Linked DNA regions of Ovis aries: region 1 is linked to region 2. Evidence: chromatin contacts called from public Hi-C data. All regions are on one chromosome and are shown on one strand. Each heading gives the region's core, a stretch centred on a gene start, on an enhancer-like site or on the middle of the called end of the contact. The rest is flanking DNA. Distances are from core to core; before and after follow the strand shown.

What was found. A called contact is a pair of places that touch in the nucleus more often than the background predicts.
Region 1: a Hi-C map of liver shows a contact between it and region 2, with 2.2 times the contacts expected there. The contact joins the enhancer-like site here to the promoter of SCAF8 in region 2. A contact is called at or near these places in 4 of 16 Hi-C or Micro-C datasets (liver, mixed tissues, muscle and 1 more).

What each region holds. Positions count from the first base shown.
Region 1 is chr8:79,220,834-79,225,391 of ARS-UI_Ramb_v3.0, forward strand. It overlaps SCAF8 (SR-related CTD associated factor 8), which reads left to right. Exons shown (of 23, transcript XR_009601679.1): 12 at 441-634; 13 at 2,718-2,818. Among named protein-coding and RNA genes, the nearest start is that of SCAF8, 71 kb to the left of the region's middle. Within about 2 kb of position 2,143, at least 1 of the 54 cell types and tissues checked has an H3K27ac peak or open chromatin away from gene starts, as enhancers often do. A contact at or near this core is called in liver, where this site is marked.
Region 2 is chr8:79,149,754-79,153,900 of ARS-UI_Ramb_v3.0, forward strand. It overlaps SCAF8 (SR-related CTD associated factor 8), which reads left to right and starts at 2,564. Exons shown (of 23, transcript XR_009601679.1): 1 at 2,564-3,137. LOC121820206 (actin nucleation-promoting factor WAS-like) reads left to right here and starts at 2,564. Exons shown (of 1, transcript XM_042253666.1): 1 at 2,564-2,882. The coding sequence starts at 2,571. The coding sequence ends at 2,882.

The sequences.
Region 1 (4,558 bases), core at 893-3,392, 71 kb after region 2:
TTCTTTGTCTTTTCAACACATGAGTATTTTGAATAGAGTTCAGTGGCATATGATTAATAGGAAAAATAACACAGTATTTTAGTATCACATTATATTGTAAAGTCAAGGTGAAAACCTGTAAACAGAATTGTTTAGTGGTCTGCTGTTGAAAACACCGTTTCCTAATTTTAAGAATGCACATGTTTGTCACCTAAAGAATCTGTTTTCTTTCATCCCTGTTCTTGACTCTTGTTTGTAAATTAGACACTATGAGAAAGTGAGACCCTAACTAGACTCTTTCTCTTCTTCCTTGTATCACCCAGACTCAATAAGAATCGTTGCAGACAAACATCTGTGTCTAATGTAGACCTAAGCAGTATAGCAGTATAGAGATTTAAGTGCGTGTTTGATACTTTAACATTGTCATTAGTAAAATAAGGGTGTTTTGTTGTTGTTGTTAGATCACCAAGAAAACGAAGGTCTAGGTCACGATCTGGTTCTCGAAAGCGTAAGCACAGAAAGCGATCACGCTCCCGCTCTAGAGAAAGAAAAAGGAAATCATCACGTTCATACTCGAGTGAAAGGAGAGCTAGAGAAAGAGAGAAAGAGCGACAGAAGAAGGGATTACCTCCAATCAGGTCTAAAACATTGAGTGGTAAGTGATGTACTTTATAAGCTTTGGTTTCAGTAACGTTGAGAAAATAGTTACCGGTATTAATACACAATCTCTCAACCTGATTTTTTAGACTGAGAAGTTGAAAACTGGTTTGGTTTTTATAATGTAATAGAGGAGAAAGATAAGTAATAGGTTTCTATTCAAATACTAATGTCATTGAGAGTTGATTTTTTTTTGATACTAGTTAAAAAATATGACTTGACTAATGATTTACATAGTAGAATAGGCCTTGTATCTCTAATATTTCACTGACACCGTGATTTCCATGTGTAGTATCCTAACCAGTTTTGAACACCAGGTGTATAGGAATAATTATTATGGGAAGCATGCCAATTTAAAGCTAATTATAAACTTGATCAGTATGGAAAGAGAGAGTTCTGTTGTGAAAACTTTCCCTCCTTTATAGTTAATCTATAATGTGTGATTAGACCAAATTTGGTAGTAGTAGGGGTTTGTTTGGGGAGAAACCTCCAGGAGAATTGACTTGACAGGCATGTGAAGTATAGGAAAATAAGTCATACTTAGTGTGGGATTCTTCATAAACGGTTCTTAGTACCCACTATGACTTTTAGGGTGAACGAACAGGTTGCAGATGGGTGAAGTACATAAAATGGAGCAAATTATCATTCTTTGCCAAGAGCTGAACACTGATCAGGTTATCTAATTTCTGAAGATCTCCAAATAAATTCTTTCTGCCGTGGAGATAGATGGGTAACTGGTACAGCTTATATTGCTGAAGCACCCTGGAAACCCAGGCATGTAATTAAAGGTGACAGGATCTTCTTACTATATTTTAGCAATCTGAACCAGCCTTGGCTGTCTTTCCAGAATCTTACCTGATTGTGAGAACCAGTAGTAAATGATTAATAATGTTGGTGCTCCTAACCCTGATTCAGACACGGGGGTTGGGATCAGGAGCTGAGGAATGAGATAACTGTAGAAGCTAGCCAGCAAAGGTAGGAAACAGATTTGCTCTGAGGGCCTCCAGAAGGAGTGTAACTTGCTGACTGATTTTAGACCACCAGAGATGTAGAAGACTACCTTTCTGCGTTTTAAGGTACTAATTTTGTGGTGTTTTGTTACAGTGCAAAAGAAAACTAATGCATTGCCCTTTGAGACTTTGGTTGAATGGACAGGTGAACTGAATGAGACCCAGAACAAACAGCAGGGAGAGAACAGTCTCCAGGGATCTGTTAACTGAATGATTCCCGAAGCTCTCATAGGTCTGGAAGACATTCACGTTCTGACCAGCCAGAGTAGAGAGGCCTGATTGAAATCCACATTTGGTAGATATCTTGCAATGGTCATATTTTAATGTAGGGCTGAATTAGCTGTAGAGTAAAACAGTAACCCAAAAGCTGGAGACTTTTTTTTTAAATAACATTGACACGAATCCAAATATAATAAAACTCTGCAAATATATCAGCTGTAGCTATTTTTAAAGTAAGTGTTTTCAGGGAAAGGAGCTGTTTCTGAAGGCATAAACAGTGCAGCCAAAAATAGGCCAGATGTGTCTCTGGTGCTTCCGGCTTTTAGTATCCCTGAGGCTTTCATGGTAACAAGTTGAGTTCTGCATCAGCCTTTTCCCTTTTTTTTAATCTAATTATTCTTTTCTTAAGGGTAAGATACTGTTTTCAGATTTAACTGTTCATTCCATCACAGAAAGATACTTAAAAGGTTCCCAAATAGGATTGCAGTGAACAGTGATTTTGAAACTTTGTTGCACATTAGAATCACCTACAGAATTTTTAAACTACCCCAGTTCCCAATTTTCTGTACCACGTATCTTGGATTATCTTTAGTGCGTCTCAGATATCCACCAGTGTGTGCTGTCAAGCTTGAGAATATGTGATAATAATGCAAGATGTTGTCTTGGCATAGATGTGAGTGGGTACCTGGCATTTTAGTTGATTTTAAACATAACAAATAAAAATATCAGTTAATAAGTATTTAAAATATGCTATCTTATTTTAATTTATTACTGTTACTAGTGCTTTTCCTTAGCTACTTGAAGAAGGTAACTTACCTGTGATTTAGGTCGTTGTCTCTTGTGTCTTGGCAGTATGCAGTACTACTCTGTGGGTTGGTCAGGTGGACAAGAAGGCAACACAGCAAGATTTAACCAACCTGTTTGAAGAGTTTGGACAGATTGAGTCCATTAATGTAAGTATCAATTCTTAAATATAATAGTGTAAGGTTTGGAAAAAATACAGGGAGTTTTCAGTCACTTTGTATCTGCCCTTAATCACATTTTTGTGAGGATTATTTGACTCTGATCATTTTTGTGTTTATTCTCCTGATATCTTCTTAATTAATTTTTCTTTTTTTAATGGAATTCTTACAAAATATTTTTAGGGGGCTTACTGCAGTATGGCAGTACTTGATTGCTAAAAACATCAAATGAGTTAGCAGGAACCATATGTATGCTGTTGCTGTTAAGTCGCTTCAGTCATGTCTGAGTCTGCGACCCCATAGACGGCAGCCCACCAGGCTCTGCCATCCCTCGGATTCTCCAGGCAAGAACACTGGAGTGAGGTGCCATTGCCTTCTCCAATGCATGAAAGTGAAAAGTGAAAGTGAAGTCGCTCAGTCATGTCTGACTCTAGCGTCCCCATGGACTGCAGCCTTCCAGGCTCCTCCGTCCATGGGATTTTCCAAGCAAGAGTACTGGAGTGGGGTGCCACTGCCTTCTCTGAACCATATGTATAATCTGGTTTAATTCTTTTTTCCCCCTTTTTTAATGAAAATGGAGAAACTGAGTTAGAATTCACCTGAGCATGTCGGTGATGGTGGAGACACAGCTGGACGGGAGGTCCCAGTCTTCTGCCAGCCTCCTTCCTCCCCTTCCCCACCTCGCCCTCTCAGAGCAAACCCCGAGGCAAGAAAACCTGTGCGGCCTGAGCACAGTTCCCTCACGCCTCAGTGTGATTCTTTCCCTGCACCCAGTCCCCTTCTTGGAATATTTTCTTCTTCCTGAGGGGCCAGTGTTTCTCCTTGGAGCTAAAACTAAGCCATGATATGTTTTGTAGTCATTTGTTTGAGGAGACTTTAACCCTGATTTTATTTACTGTTACTATCCTTTAATGTCTTTTGGACATTTTTCATCATTATTTACCAGGAAATTGACTGGTTTTTCCTTTCTAGTCTTAGAGTCCTTATAGTCTCAACATTCTTTATATGGCCAAATTTGACTTTTTGGTATTAGTGACAGCAGTGTTTATTTAAATTGAATTTGACCATTTTGTATTTTACTTTCAATGGAGTGTGACCTCATTGGAGCCTCACAGGAAGCTGGTTAATAAGTAATTCGTATAGTGTTACTTTACCTGGGAGGAACCTAAATGATTTGACTGAGTTACATGGATAGTAAATAACTGATTAATTAATAAATAATAGATAATTGGTTGAGTGTTTCAACTTAGGTGTTTCAGATTCCTCTTTTTATACCATAAAAGTGTTGAAGGCTTTTCTTTTTGTCTTTTTAAATTTCACCTGTCAGAATTTAAGTAATCTTTCAGAGTTTGTAATCATGTAACCTCTGAAATTTTTTTCTGATTTTGCACTATATTTAAACTAATGGTTCTCAGCTCTAGCTGCATATCAGACATGGGCTGACATTTGAAAAAACATGGATGCCCATGATCATTATCTTTAGATTCTTATCAAAGTGCCATAATTACACAGGTGAATTTGATGCAAAACCAGGAATCACTGCTCTGAACAGATCCTGTATCCAAGTAGCGTCTTGTATTTCACACTGCGTATGCCATGTCTAGTCTTTCTTGTACAACAGTCATTTGGACATCAGTGTGTCTCCCTCTTTTTCTGTCTTACCTTATAATAGTGTATTATTTACAAGTAATAGGCATTAAGTTATTTTGTGAAGTGAAGTGTACTAAATAG
Region 2 (4,147 bases), core at 1,314-3,813:
AATGTGAGTTTCAAAATTCACCATTGGGAATAATATCTCTTCCAGTGGCTGGACTACCCCTGCCGGCTGTTTCCCACGTCAAGTCTTCATAATATGAATTCTTGGTCTTAAATTTGTTACTGATGGTCACCTAATCCAGGCTGGGTCAATCCAGTTCCTTACTTTTCCCCTAAGATAATTTGGAACTGGGAGAGATTGTCAGCCAGGTGGTCCTGTAGCTGTTTATAACTATAAATTTAGGAGAAACAGTCATATCTCACTATGTAAAACTGAGCTGGATATAGCAATGGAAAGAAAGCTCAAGCAGGTAGGCGGAGATTAAATCGCTTCGGGCTTTCTAAATTCTGGGTTCAGGTTCCTTCCTTACGCCCATCAGCATCCATAACTTTGCATTACAGGAGAAAAGTCTGCATCCTAACAGTAAATTCTTTAATGCTTAAGCTAGCTCCAATTAGCTTATTATCTGGGACTCAAGAGTCCTAATGTACATGCATACATAAACCACACACATAGGCATCGACATACAACACAGAGGTGTGCATAGTTGTACACAAACTTTGCATTAAGTCATCACACCGGGCTCCCAGACTAATTTTCCTTTTCCTTTTAACCTCCTTCCCACTAAAAATGTGCTTAGGTTGTCCTCTGCTTTCTTTTTTAATTCTTTTCCTTCCCTTGATCAAAATATGCCTTCTGCAATTCTAGCTATGGAAGCTTTAGGAAATCAAGTCCTGTACTACTGTTAACAATGGATTTAAATCTTTTTTTTTTTAAATGTAATTTTTCAGCTTGTATAGTACCTTAATCTCTCAGGCCTAAGTAATTCAGTCAACATTCATCAATCGATAATCAACTGAATTGATAATCCCACATAGGCCAGAGCAGCAAATGGTGAGTGTTAGGATCCCGCAGGACCAGAACTGAGTGGGTACCTCCCCAAGTCCCAGCATGCTACTGCAGATTAACTGATGGAGGAAAGAGGATGAGGAGTCAGCTGGGAAAGAACAGAGCAACAAAACCCCAGAGGGCAAAGGCACACCCCGAGTCCTCCATAGGAAAGCACTCAGTGTGGTCAGGGAACAAATGAGACCAGAGTGGCCGGAGTAAAGCGCAGAGGGGGAAAAGCAGTGTGAGCTGATAGGTGGGGCCTTTAGGCCAAGGTAACCGGATAAGATAAAACCTGAAGTGCAATGGGAAAGTCTTAAAAAAGATTTGAAAAAGGAAGTGAACTGATCTGTGTCTTAAAAAAGAATTACCCATTCTGGCTAGTCCGGAGAAGGAGGGAGAGGGACCAGTTTAGGAGGCTACTGCAATTGTTGGCAAGAGATCACAACGGCTTAGCCTATGAGGATGGGAGGCAAAAAGATCTGAGATTTTTCAAGATGGAATATAAGCTCTTCTGGTTTTCCATTTTACCTTCTAAGTAGCCAGCGGCCATATTAAAGTTGTCAGTGGAGAAGACTCATAAAAACTACTAGGCCCTACCACGTCAAGAAGGGTCTGTCTTCCTGTTTCACAGGGCTCTGGGCTGAGCTCTTACCTTGGTTCCAATAATCCTATAGAGAAAAATCCCGCAGTCATCTATCTCCCTTTCCTTTGAAGAGCAGCAACTGCTGAAAAACGACTCCCAGCAAAACGACAGTGTTTGGGGTTCACTGATAACACACCTAACTTTCCACTTAAATGCTCGCTTTTAATTTGGTATCGGTTATCTCACATTGCATCAAGTGACAGAGGAGGCATTTTGCTAGCAGCATCTCCTACTTCATCTAGAAAAAACTGTATTCACCATCCGATTCTCTGCAACCTCGGGCAAAATTCCTTTAGAATAATCAATCGTTTATAGAGGACGGGTGCCCTTTCGCCTATGCAGATCTCGTGCGTTCTGGGCACCGCTTCCCGCCGCGCAGACAAATGAACTCATTGTCTGCACCACGCCAGTCCCCCCCGGATTTTATGCAGCGTGCATTTCCTGCACCGAGAAGCTGGCTGCAGGCGTGCTTCCCTCGTTCCCCTGCCCCCGCCCGAATCTCAAGCTTTTGTTTCTAAAGGTTTTCTCCCGACGCTATTAAAAATGCTTGCGCACATCGTTCCCAAATAAGTGACCAACTAGGAAGTTTTCTGGCTGTTAACCTCGAGGCCAACGTCCAGTAAAGTTTTGAAAAAAAAATCAACTAAACCTCGTGTAAAGAGGCCAGTCCCTATGGAAACAACGGAAACGCGGATATTATAGCCTAAACTTGCCGGGAGGGGGGTGGGGGCGGGATTTGGGTTTTTCTTAAGATCAACGCTTTGCAGTGGCCCCCTCCCCCCGCAGGGCTCTCCAAGGGGCTGCAGCCCGGATTCCCGCAGCGGCGAGGAGGTGGTGTGTGGAGGGGACCGGGCGGGGGTTGGGGTGGGTAGAGCTGAGCCCGGCCTCCCGGCGGCGACGCTCTGGCCCGCCCGCGCGCGCGCACGCTCGATGGTTCCGCGCGACGGCCCGGACCCGCGCGGTCCCGACGCCAGGGGGCGCGCTGGCCGGCGCCGCGGATCCCCGAGCTGCGCGGCCCGACCCGCGTCCGCCATATTGGATGCCGCAGCCGCCGCTGCCAGCGCTTCCTCCTCCGTCTTCGCGGCGCGCCGCTGGTTCCTACGGGCCCCGAGCGGCGGGGAGGCGAAACAGGAGCCCGCCGGAGGAAAGAGGAAGGAGGGGGTGGAGAGAAGTCGGGGACCGGGGCTGGAGGGTGGAAGCCCGAGACCGAGCGGGGCGGAGAAGAGAAGGCGCCGCGGCCCGGCCCCCCCCCCCCCGCCCGCCGCCGCCGACCCGCCCCGGCAGCGCCTCTGTTCCCCTGCCCGGCGCTCCGCCCGCCCTAGCGGCCATGCCGGGGCCTCGCCGCCCCTAAGGGAGAGCCCTTCCCCTCCAGTGCTTGCCTCGCCTTTCCCCTCGGCCCGGGGGGTCGCAGCGGCCCGGCCCCCCCCCCCCCGTCCCCGCCGCCGTCGGCGCGCCCGCCCCCTCACACCCCCCACCCTCCTCGCGGCGCCGCCGCCGCCCCCGTCTCGCTCTCCCCACCCAGTGCGGTGGCCGCCGCCTCTTCCGCCGCCGGGCTCCGGGCCTCCGCACCGACAACATGGAGGCTGTGAAAACCTTCAATAGCGAGGTTGGTATTGCAGTCTTCGCCTCTCCTCCCTCCGACCCGCTCCTGCCCACGCTCCCCACCCCGACCTCCGACCCCCGACCCGGGACAAGGCCCGCCGCGGGAGGGCTGGGCACGGGCCCGCAGGGCTTTCTCCAGGGTGGGGCGAGCGGCGGCCTGGCCGTGCCCGTGGGGGAGGGGTGTTGCTCCGTCCCGGCGCCCCTCCCCCGATCCCGGGGTGGTGGTGGGGGCGGGGGAGGTTCCGGTGTCTCCAGCACCTACTCCCGAGTGGCTGCGGGGGTGGAGGGGGAGGCTACCGGTTGGGCCCTCCCCCGGAGGCTCCCGACAGGTCTCTCTGCGGGTCAGTTACGCCGAGGCCTGGCCCGCCCACCTCTTTTCCTGGGCCTGCGGGATTTTTAACTTGGAGGCCAGGCATCCCCGCTTCAGGCCTTCCCCCGGTCCTTAATGAGGCAGGCATTGATAGGGGTGGTAGGGTTTGGAAGTGCTGGAAAAGCACCTCCTGGGATGATCATCTGTGGTCACATTGCAAGCAGTGTTTGTTTATAACCGAGATATCGTTGGCTAGGTAACCTGCCAACCGGGGACTTAAGCTTAAGGGGGATGGTTGGTCGGGAAGCGAGGTTATTCTGCAAATTTTTCCTGTCCTTACCTCCCCCCCAACCCTCCTCACCGCCAACTCTTCTCACCATCACGACATAAAGCAGGAGAGCTGTGCATGCCGAGAGGAAAGATGCGGGAGAGGCATTTCCCATGGGCTCCTTCACGTGTCATACATAAGGCTAGATTTTAAATAAGCAGCTGTTCGGTGTTCACTATTTGATTGAGTTTACTAGTCTGAAGGGAGACACGTTTTGATAAAAATAGTCGTGTCCGACTCTGATCCCATGGGCTGCCAGGCTCCTCTGTCCAGTCAAGATTACTGGAATAGATAGTTACTTCCTTTTCCAGGGATCAAACCCGGGTCTCCTGCATTGCAGGCAGCTTCTTTACTGTCTAGCCACCAGGGAAGCCTA